Linked DNA regions of Mus musculus: all the other regions are linked to region 2. The links are chromatin contacts, called in public HiChIP or PLAC-seq and Micro-C maps. All regions are on one chromosome and are shown on one strand. The core of a region is the stretch at or near the end of the contact, and the rest is flanking DNA. Distances in the headings are between cores, read along the strand shown.

What was found. A called contact is a pair of places that touch in the nucleus more often than the background predicts. HiChIP or PLAC-seq counts read pairs in DNA pulled down with a chosen protein or histone mark.
Region 1: an H3K4me3 HiChIP or PLAC-seq map of bone marrow-derived macrophages shows a contact between it and region 2, with 3 times the contacts expected there. The contact joins two enhancer-like sites.
Region 3: a contact with region 2 is called in a Micro-C map of granulosa cells, with 4 times the contacts expected there. The contact joins two enhancer-like sites. A contact is called at or near these places in 1 of 484 Hi-C or Micro-C datasets (granulosa cells) and 1 of 115 datasets of contacts at active chromatin or transcription factors (embryonic stem cells).

The regions. Positions count from the first base shown.
Region 1 is chr9:52,058,013-52,061,454 of GRCm38.p6, reverse strand. Rdx (radixin) reads right to left here. Exons shown (of 14, transcript NM_009041.3): 2 at 552-623. The coding sequence starts at 563. Among named protein-coding and RNA genes, the nearest start is that of Rdx, 12 kb to the right of the region's middle. Within about 2 kb of position 1,549, at least 14 of the 459 cell types and tissues checked have an H3K27ac peak or open chromatin away from gene starts, as enhancers often do. A contact at or near this core is called in bone marrow-derived macrophages, where this site is marked.
Region 2 is chr9:52,242,829-52,246,581 of GRCm38.p6, reverse strand. No RefSeq gene overlaps it. Among named protein-coding and RNA genes, the nearest start is that of Gm25562, 46 kb to the left of the region's middle. Within about 2 kb of position 2,306, at least 24 of the 459 cell types and tissues checked have an H3K27ac peak or open chromatin away from gene starts, as enhancers often do. A contact at or near this core is called in bone marrow-derived macrophages and granulosa cells, where this site is marked.
Region 3 is chr9:52,103,577-52,107,256 of GRCm38.p6, reverse strand. No RefSeq gene overlaps it. Among named protein-coding and RNA genes, the nearest start is that of Mir6244, 10 kb to the left of the region's middle. Within about 2 kb of position 1,561, at least 43 of the 459 cell types and tissues checked have an H3K27ac peak or open chromatin away from gene starts, as enhancers often do. A contact at or near this core is called in granulosa cells, where this site is marked.

The DNA.
Region 1 (3,442 bases), core at 300-2,799, 180 kb after region 2:
CTTGATGGATATCAACCAGCCATGGTATATCAAATTGCAATACCTCAAGACTAGGTACCTCCTCTTCTATCAAGCCTAAACATGGCTAAACAAGGCAACCCAGTAATGGGAAAGAGTCCCAAAGGCAGGCAACAGTCTTCAAAATGATCACGGGTATACAAATTTAGGCTATTGTCAGTATCACTGTCACGGCATCAAACTAGAATTACGAGAAAGTTAGCAGGAATAGGTCCTGCATACCTCTCATTATTTTCTCCTAACAATAACTTACAATTATTGAGAGCTAAATATATACTAGATTCTTCTTATATAATCCTTGTCTCCTTTCTTGAGTAAATAAAATTATATCCCTATTTTATGTAGAGGAAACCAAGAGCAAAATGGGTTAAACAGAAGTCACACACAGATTAAGTATGAAAGCCAGAACAGAACTAGACTGCTTGGTACCAAATGCCATTAATTTTAACCTAACTGTCCTGTCACCCATGATCACTCTTCACAACCCGCACAATGAACATTAAGCAGTATCAAAAGAATCAAAACACACTTACTGGCTTCGGCATTTTCTTTTTCTTGTTTGTTACCTTCTTTAGAAACTCTTCACTTCTATAAACAATTATAGCCTGTTAAAGAAAAGGAAGCATACTTTATTTCCACTCATGTTAGGTTTTACCTCTACCTTGCAGGACTAAGATGGAAAGCAGGTTACAAGTGACACTGTGTCCTCTTAGGTTCACACTCAAAAGTCTTGGGCGAGCATTCCACATCCCCTAAAAAGCCTGGTGTATGGCACTGGAAGCACTGCACATCTCAACCAGCACAGCTTAAAGTATGTTAATCTAAAAGACAGCAAGAAAACCTGATCACTATGGACTAAAGACTGCTTCTGCCATACAAGCTCCTCCATGCACCAGCCTTGTATGGCAAGAGGCAGTACTAAAGAAGACCAGCAGCCTCAAGTCTAAGGGAAACTCAGTATTTTCCAACCTTTCTGTACTGTCAAATGAAAACTGTTTTTCGTAAAAATTATTTTTCTTTTTTAAATTTTAAAAACTGGGAAAAAACACACCAGCTTACTCACCTAAAGTGTGGAAGGCAGCAACATCTCTACATAGCAACACAGGTGCTAGTACCCAGCTAGCCAGTGACCACTGAAACTCAGAACAGTCCTAAGCTAAGGCTGGCATGTAACTTCTTCCACTGAGGCAACACATCTTAGCAGGGAAGGACTACCCTGTTGCCCTTGGGGAAACATTCTTACTAAGAAACATCAACAAAAATGAGTTTGCCTTTCTGAGAAATCTACCAAGCCTTTATCAGCTGTCTAGGAAAAGAGATTCCAGCATCAAACCTTACTGTGACTAATGTATCAGAGACATTAAAATTTATGTAGACACTATCACTGCCAAGATAGTTGTAGGCCCAGCTAAATTAACACACATTCAAATAAGGTAATTTCCCTAAATTTTATTCACACACATGCCAATAAACGTCTCTTACACAGAAACACCCTCTGCAGCTCCGTGGGCTGTGTTTCATGTTTTTATCTGAGTCACTGGCAATGACATTCAGGAGAAAATATAAAAGCCCCATTGCTGAACTTTTTCTAGCCTATTCCCTATCACCCCTCCTACATTTACAGTCTGACAGGCCTCATTTTCTCAATTAATTCACACCTAAATTAAAGGAGTTTCAAGTCAAACTTTCATGTTCAAAATGAAGGTAAGAAACGCCAAGAACACAGTTCCCTTTCGGGAGGAACTATCTTGAGGGGAAGAAAACATTTGTCATGTATTTAAGCCATGTCATTTTTATACATTGCAAGGTCAAGGGAGTAGGACTTTTTTGGTTTGCTGCTGTTGTCTGTTGGTTTTTAGGTTTTTTGTTTGTTTCAGACAGGTTCTAACTCTGCACAGAACTTCTTGCTCAGGTTGGTCTCAAATCCTGGCCCATTCTCCTGCCCAGTTCCCACCATGTCTGGTATGCCTCTGATTTTTATATGTTCTTCTCTCCTTCATTATTAAGCTCTTAAATGTTCAGTTTCCAATCACAATTTCTAATAACTTTTAAAATGTTTTGTTATTGTGTTCCCACTTTTAAATTTCCAAATTCGAGAGTTTTAGGTCTATGGGTAAAATACTCATTTGTGGAGTTTCTGCCTATGTTTAATATTTAAACTTGAGTGCAGTGTCACTTGTTCCAGATATAAACAATACTACACGGTGTGCGTTGGGTAACATGTTAGATCAAGCTAAGCGCTTTTTTTTTAAATCTCTCATTCTCCTCACTTTAGTCTGCTTAGCCAATCTAACAGAAATACATTTAAGTTTTCCCAGCTGACTTCTGATAAAATGGCAATTGTTCACTTGCATAAATTTTTAGGCTGGTATCAGGTAAGCAGTTGCAGAACTGTTACATCTTTCCAGGAAGAGTCCTCTCCTTAAATAGTAATTTAACTGCACAGACACCCAGGTGAACTGTGGCCTGCTCAGCATTGGATGTTGCTACTTCTCTTTATTCTGGCCATTGTTAGCACACATGAGCAGTCAGCTGTCAATTTAATTCACTCCCCCGTGCACTAATCTTCCTTTCCACTTTAACATTTACTCTTTCGAGTCAGATTCCCTACAAACAGCCAGAGATCTGGTAAGCTTCCTCATTCCAAAGCCTCTGCTTTGCCCACATCATCTTCCATGCAAGTATTTTTCACTCAGTTCTTTCTGGACACATTCTGACATTTTCCTATTTAATCTTTTGACTATGTTTTCAAATTTTCCACCCCTTTAACTGAGTGATTCTCCTCTAGCCAACAGGTTTCTACAGATGAGCGACTGTCTTGCATTTTCAGGCAAGGTCTCACAGAAGCTCTGGCTGGCCTTGGACTCACACACTTGAGGTAATCCTGCCACTTCTGCTCCCAGGGTGCTAGAATTACAGGTGGGAGTCAGCAGGCCCAGTTTCTCCACATTTAAGATTGATTTTTATTTATGTGTGCGTGCGTGCGTGCGTGCGTGCGTGCGTACGTGGATGTACACCACCTGTGTGCATGTGCTACCGAGGCCGAGAGAGGACAGCAGAATCCCTGGCGCTGGATTTTCGGGCAGCTGTGAGCTATTTGATGTGTTCTGAGACTCAAACTCCAGTCCTCTGACAGTCCTCTGAAAGAGCAAGAAACCCTCTTGATCACTGAGCCATCTCTCCAGCCCCATTCTCAGTTATTTTCAATGTATTGTATTATATGTCTACGTTATAAAATTTTGGTGTTTTATTAATAGAAAAATATTTTAAAAGATTTTTAAATTTTCATTTCTATGTGTGTAAAGGTGTTTGCTGAGGCCAGAAGACGGTATCAAAATCTCCTGGAGCTAGAGTTAGAGGTGGCTGTGAGTGGCCCAATTTGAGTGCTAGGAACTTAGCTTGGGTCCTTTGGAAGAGCACAATG
Region 2 (3,753 bases), core at 1,057-3,556:
GAAGGAGCCCTTTTGTCTAAAGCTATGCAGCAAAAAGATAAAGAGGTTCTGGCTCCTGAAGGGAGACCTAGACAAACTCTGTGTGCCTTGTCCCCTGCCCAACCCCACCTCCAAGAATTAGCACATGATCTGGAAATAATCATCTCAACAACATGTTTTAAGAAATATCTACATGCTTGGCTTTAGACGACTGACTTCTTGGAGCACAGTTTCGGGAGTTTTCCCTCAGGTCCGAGAGTAAACCAAGGGACTAGGTTGGCCTCAGTGCTACACATCCAGGGATTGTCAGGCAAGAGTGTATAGGCTGATCCACAGCAGAGTCCCATCAAGCTGAGAAGAAAGTAGAGACACATGCAGTAGAATGAGTCTTTAATGTTCTTTCCAGTCCTTCTTAAGTCATTTTTACATTGATTGGTATAATCCCCTTCCACTTGACAGCTTTAAAATGGTATCTCCTTTGGTGATAAATATAGGTTAGATAAAAATTTAACTTTCATTATTATTATTATTATTATTATTATTATTATTATTATTATTATTATTATTATCTATGTTTGTTTGTGTACATGTGAGTATGTGCATATGAACCCTGGTGCCTGTGGAAGTCACAAGCGAGAGTTACAGGCATTTATGAACCATTGGGTGTTGGGAACTAAACTCTGGTTCTCGTCAAGAGTAGTGTGCCCTATTAACTAACTACTGAGCCATCTCCTAGCCCCCCATTTTTATTTTTTTAAATATGCTTCCTGAGGAAATTAGACCCTGACAACCCTACAACTCCCAACTGAATCTGAAAACGCAAAAATATGCGGTAGAACCACTCTGTGAACTCAAACAGGCTTTTCTTTCTTAAGTGCTAAAGACTACCTAAATTATATATGATATAACGCAGTCTCTGCAATCACCTCTTTCTCTTTGCAAATGAACTCTGGCCAGTGAGCCAGTGGTGAAGTCATTCAAGTTTCCAGACTCACTGTGGAAGGAGGTCCGTGGCTACACTGTGAAGCCTCACTATGGGATCCTGGACGGACAACTCTCTGGCCAAGTGTTGCTGAGCCTGATGCTCCCTAACTGTCTTTAAACACTGATGAATTCTGTCCTCAAGTTGCCGACTGGTAACATAAGCTTGAGTTCTTGGTCCCCACATAAACTCATTTTAATCCAATGTCAGTTCAAGAGAAAAAGTCTCAGATACATGTTTAACAATGATCACAAACCTTAATAAATTTGGCTGGAATCTGTCTTCAATTTTCACTTTAAAAAAGAAGGAGGAGGAGGAGGAGGAGAGAGGGGGGGGAGAGAGAGAGAGAGAGAGGAAGGAAGGAAGGAAGGAAGGAAGGAAGGAAGGAAGGAAGGAAGGAAGGAAGGACGAACGAACCGGGGGTTATAATTTCACCAGTATCAGATCTCAGGAAGACAGGGTCCATCTGTACATATATCATGCTTTGAGCTTCCGAATTTTTTAAATGATTTCTGTTATCTTTATCTTTTGCCACTTAGGATGTTAGTGAATCTACTGTACACTGAAGTGGAGCTTGACCATTTAGTTATTTGAGGTGGCTCGGTTAAGACCTGAGATTTACTGCTTTCCACTCGGACATGGGATAGGAAACTTGGGTCTGTCTGACAGGATTATCTGAACCAGAATCTTGACTGGAAATTGTTTCAGGCTGTGTTCTTTCCAGCAGCCTCTCACATCCTAAGACTCAGAGCCACCTCTTGTTAAATATAGGCTTTGTAAGTGGTTAAAATGGATCAGGTATGAAGTTCCAAAAAGTGCTACTCTTGGTTTTTCTTACACAATGTGCCATTGTGGTACTTGGTCCCTCAAGAATCAAAGCAGGATGATCCTAAGTCCAAGGTCATCCTCAGCTACATAATAAGTTTAAGGTCAGGCTAGACCACACATGAGACCTTGCCTCAAGACCAAAAAAAAAAAAAAAAGGTTGCAAGGAGACAGCACATTTTAATTTTAAATGAACTTATTCTTGATGTCTTTGCTGCTTTTAACACTGAGAGAAACACCTGGGGCGGGATGGGGAGAGCAGGGGTCACAGCCTGCTCCTCAGACTTCTGCAGAGGTACAGCAGTAATTCCAGAGAAAACCCAGGATATCGAACAAGAAGCCCAGGCGGGCGGGCTCAGCTTCAATTTGGCTTTGTTGTCGCTTTAACCAAGCAGTCCCCTGAGCCCCCACTTGAGAGCTGATTCACTGCTGACTCAGGTTTATAAATACCACTCCTTGAATCACTTGGAGTTTTCTTTAGTGTGGTTCCCTATCTCCATCTCGGCGTTTCAATTAAGCCTGACCCTGCAGAGGAACTGATATCTGACAAGTTCACTTCCCACATTAGTGAGGCTGCTAAGACTCTCTGACGTTCATGATGCGCTTATAAGAAAGAACATGCTAAAAATAGGCCTAATGTATTCTTGCTCGACTCACTAAATAACTGATGTAAAAGACAGCAGGCTACGCGCATCAGCTTTCTCTAGCGGCTCACTAAATGTCAGAAGAAACGGAAATATTCCAAATAAAGATAGCACTCTAATTCCTTACAAGGTAAGTTAGAAAGCTTACTTTTACTGAGGCAGGGGGACTACTGTCTGGGGTTGGAGAGATGTCTCAGCAGTTCAGAATGCTGATTACTTTTGCCGAGTTCCCGAGTTCCAGTGCCCACATGGCATCTCACAACCCTCTCTTAACTCCAGCTCCCAGGGGATCAGATGCCCTCTTCTGTTCTCCACGGGCACTTCATGTACAATGTACACACAAACTCACACAAGCACACACATACATATTTAAAACAACAACAACACCAAAACCCGCTTTCAAGAGATGACAGATGTTCAAAATCTGAACCTTACTTGGTGGGATGATTTAGAGCTACTAGTTTGAAAGGCAGCTAAGGTGTCATGTTGAAAGGAACTAAAATGTAGTCCCACGTGAGCGTGAGATCATGTCGGTGAGAGGCTCACAGAGTAGCACTTGAGGAGTTACAGATGTAGTGCACCAGGAGTCAACAGAGTCAGGGCATCAGCCAAGCTAACAATGACAGCAGCAAGGTCATTCAAAAGTCCTCTCCATTTGCCCTTGTATTCACAGTAGACTTTACCTTTCCAATTAGACATGACATCTCTTTGCTTCTAGTGGCTGTTTATTACAAGATGAATGCAGTGAAATACCAAATAGTGTCCTCAAGGCCACAGAAAGGCCAGAAAGATGGACTCTGTCTACTGTCATCTACAAAAGAAATTGAGTCTTTAAGAGAACAAGAGGCAAGAGGTGTGGCCAGCACGCACCCTGTGACCAATGACAGGGCAGTCTCATACTCTGGACTCAATGCAGTGGCTTCTCTTTCCTTCCTCAGGGTCACCAAGAGCTGCTGTGGTTAGAACAGCAGGACTTACAAAAGGAACACTTTATCTTGGGAGGAGGAGTCCAAGGGACATCTGTATCAATGTCAAGCAGAACTAGCTGAACCCTATCTGCAGTGAGCTAGAAGTAAATTGGCAAAGAAAGCTTTTCAAGGGGCCACGTTGTTTCTGACTCTTAGGATGGAACTGGAACGCAAAATTCATCATTTATGCTAAGTTCTCTATAATCTTTGGAAATTTAAAGAAGCGATGAGCCTGTTTCAAATTTGTCCCTCAAGTAGACAAAAATCAGAAAAGTAAGACACTGTAACAAACTCTCAGTACTGAATATAGGCCACTTCTAACACCCTACCTACTGACAAGAGGATCTGACCCCGG
Region 3 (3,680 bases), core at 312-2,811, 140 kb after region 2:
GAGTTTCTGGTGATAAAACCTTAGTCCCCAACAATCTGAAGGTAATGTGACCTTTAAAGGGTAGGACTTCATGCACAGGGCACCATCCTTAGAGGGTTGTTTCAGTTACCCTAGGACCAGAAGACTTAGGAAGTGAGCCTGCACTCCATCCTTCCTCACGCAGCCAAATCCCCTTCTGTCTCTTCACTGGTGGTACGATGGGCACCCCAGCCCTCAGCAGGACCACATAGCCAGGATTTTTGGATGATCAGATTCATACGTCAAACTTCCTCAAGTACCCATATCCTATAGTCTAATACAAGAGACAGACTACTGCCCTCTTAGAGTTTCTATTGCTGTGATGAAACACCAGGAGCAAGTTGTGGAGGAAAAGGGTTTATTTGGCTTACACTTTCACAACATGAACCATCACTGAAGGAAGTCAGGGCAGGAACTCAAACTAGGCAGGAGGCAGGAGCTGATGCAGAGGCCATGGAGGGGTGCTGCTTACTGGCTTGCTCCACATGGCTTTCTCAGCCTACTTAATAGAACCCAGAGCTTAGAGCCCTAGAGTGACAGCACTCACAATGGGGTAGGTCCTCCCACATCAATCACTAATTAAGAAAATGCCCTAAAGACTTAACTACAGCCAGATCTTATGAGGGGGGATTTTCTCAGTTGAGGCTTCTCCCTCTCAGGTGATTATCTTGTGTCAAGTTGACAAAACTAACCAGCACAGGACCTCACCAGATAGTCTCCATGTTCAGTCTCAATGGAAACTCATGACCCTCAGCGCACCCAAGAAGGAGGATATCTGAGGCTATAGGTAGACTATTGAAGGCAACATATGGAGCCTTTGTGTAATACAAATGGGAAGGGTGGTAAGGAAGACATCTCCACTGGGGTGGACCAGACTGCAGGAAGACGAGAAAATGGAGGATTCCTACAGAGGCTTGGCTAGGAAGCCATGCTGGGCTGGGACATTAGAAGGCTTCACTGGCTTGGCATCTAGCAGCCTTGGTGGTTGGTAAAGGCTGGAGAAACACTTGATACGGTTGTCACAAAAGCCAAAGGGGCGAAAGGCATTTGAAGGAATTCTTGTGTTGGTGGAGTGAAGTCAGGCAATGAAGAGTATATGCAGATTAACTCGTTGTATGAACTCAAGTAGGTGAACTCTATGGGGATGAGACCCATTTCAGGGACAGCTCAGGGTCTGGGAAGTGCCTCTGTCAGTGTCCCCTCTCCAGCTGATCCGTCAGATGCATTCCCATGGTGAGGAAGTGTCATGCTGTCCCCTGATCTGTGGATGTTTGACTTATAATTCAGTGAAAAGCTGGATCATACAACTCACTCCTACCCTCGCTAAAAAGCCTGGCTATGCGCTTGTTTATCTGTGCACTGGGCTCTCTCTGTCTATGGCTTTATTGAGAGAAAATGGGATTCTGTCCTTAAATCACCATTTACGGGTAGACGTGCAGCCGGCATCCATTCATCTTGTGTTCTGCCCAGTCTGAAGTGAGTGTAATGCAGAACCACTTGTTTGTCCCCAAGGCCAAAGCCAAGGCCAGAAGAGGATATTGATTTGTAAGAATTACTCATGCTGGCCAAGGAATGTTCACTGGCCCCTGTTTAGCAAATGCCACCCTGCTGACTCAGCCTGGAGAACATTTGGTTCTTGCAATGTCTGAGGAGAACAATAAATACAACTCGTCCCTCCAAACAAGTGCTTCTAGGTCTCGAGTGTGGTTCCTAGGGAAGGAGCCTTGGTCTCACCCAGGAATGTGATAGCAATGGAGATGCTTGAGGCAGGGCTGTGGTCTGTCTGCTCTACCACAAAGTCCGAGAAAGGATTCCAGCAAGTTTCTTAGCAAACCTTCCAGGTGAGTCAGATGTACATTAAATGAGAGACACAGGACAAGAGCAACGAAGCAGGAGATTGCATAGGTGGGGGTGAGAATTACAGTGCACCTGGCAGAAGCTCCTTGCTGGAGAATGCAGATCTAGCTGGGGTAGCTCAACCTCCTGTCTACCACTGAATTCCAAAAAGGCAGACCCCCCCCCTCCAAGTGGGGGAAACTAGACTTTCTGCAGACAGCCAGCTCCCCCAAAAGAAAACATGAGAAACAGTGTTGTCCACAAACTCTGCAGTCAACGCCTGCATCTTCCCGGGAAGGAATGCAGAATGCATCTTGAGCCAGGGCCAGAGTGCTCATCTTATGTACGGGTTCTCTGGGGAGGAGGGAAACCTCCCTAGCCATGTGTTCCTTCAGGGAGCATGTGAGGATGTTGGCACCTGGAAGATGTTGTCTTCTCTCTCTCCCATGGCAACACTGTGGGCTTTGGGGTTCTGAGCCATCAACTTCCAGTCCATCTGTCCAGTGATATGAGAAGAGTCATAAAAGCAGCGTGGGCAGAGGGCCTGCTGTGTTATGCCTCTGTGTAGGGTGCTGGGCTTGGTGAGCACTGAACACAACACTCTTAATCCTCCTGCCTCGGTGGCCTATCTGTGCTGTCCAGTCACCTTCTGTTTAATAGTAAAAGCCGGTGACTTCTTTCCCTTTTCCAAGACATATTACAAACAGAAATTAGGTGTAGAAATGGAGGTATATGGTTCATTCCTTCATTTCAAACACCCTAGTCTACAGCAGAAGAGTAAGGTCCCTGGCTGGAGCAACTGCTTCAAGGTTCAAGCCCCGATCCCCACTAATTTACAGCAGATCACACACTGCAGCTCCAGGCTTCTCACCTGCTGAGGAAATCGTTAAGCCTCCTCAGCCTCTGCTTCCAGGCAGTCTCCCAAAGCACTACCCATCCCCTACCGCAGCATATCGTTTCCAGTGGCTTCTGCCTGTGTCAGTCACTAGCCCCAGCCAGGAAGGATCTGTCCAGAAAAGCAGCATTGGTTGTGGCTGGCAGGCTCTCTCTTGAGCAGAAGACTGGAGTCTCTGGAGGGTCTGCTAAGAAATGGAATTAAGAGTGGCGTTGATACAGCATGGCCGTGGTCAGTAGCTCACAGCCTAATGAGTCCGACGGGCTTCTGGTCCTTATTTATTTATTTATTTATTTATATACACAAAAAGTGGCCTTCCCAGTACTCCCAAACCCTCCCTCACCACAGTATGTTCCAATCTAGTTGTTTGCCAATTTCTGTGTGTGGCCAAGGAGAGGCCTACTGAGAAATTCGATAAGCTATCACCACTACAGCAAAGCACATGATTATCTTTTAAGTTATAAAAAATGCTGATATCAAAGGTCTTTAAGTGCAAGAGAGGACAGTGTGAATAAACACTCCTCGATAGTAGATAAACAGTGCTGTTGATAAAGGGCTGTCTGATCATGTGCCCTCTGTATAGCTCTCATACCCTGAAAACCTCTCTGATCAATGAAAAAAACATCTATTGTGACAGAGCTTGTATGTATTTTTATGAAAACTCTTTAAAGTTTACCTCTGTGCCTGGCAAGTACCTGACACATTCTTTGCAGGCACAACACTTTCCTAAGGTGACAGTTTGCAATGTGACTCAGCTACCTGAACAGTCACCCTAATGTCAGACTGCTGAGTCACATTGCAAACTGTCACCCAATGCTTCAGTCCTCGTACATTCAAACCTCCCTCAGCCAGGCCGGGTGCCACTGCATGAATTACTAATGCCGCCTCACATCCCAGCTCTGCCCTGAGCCCTCCTCACCCTTCTCCAAAC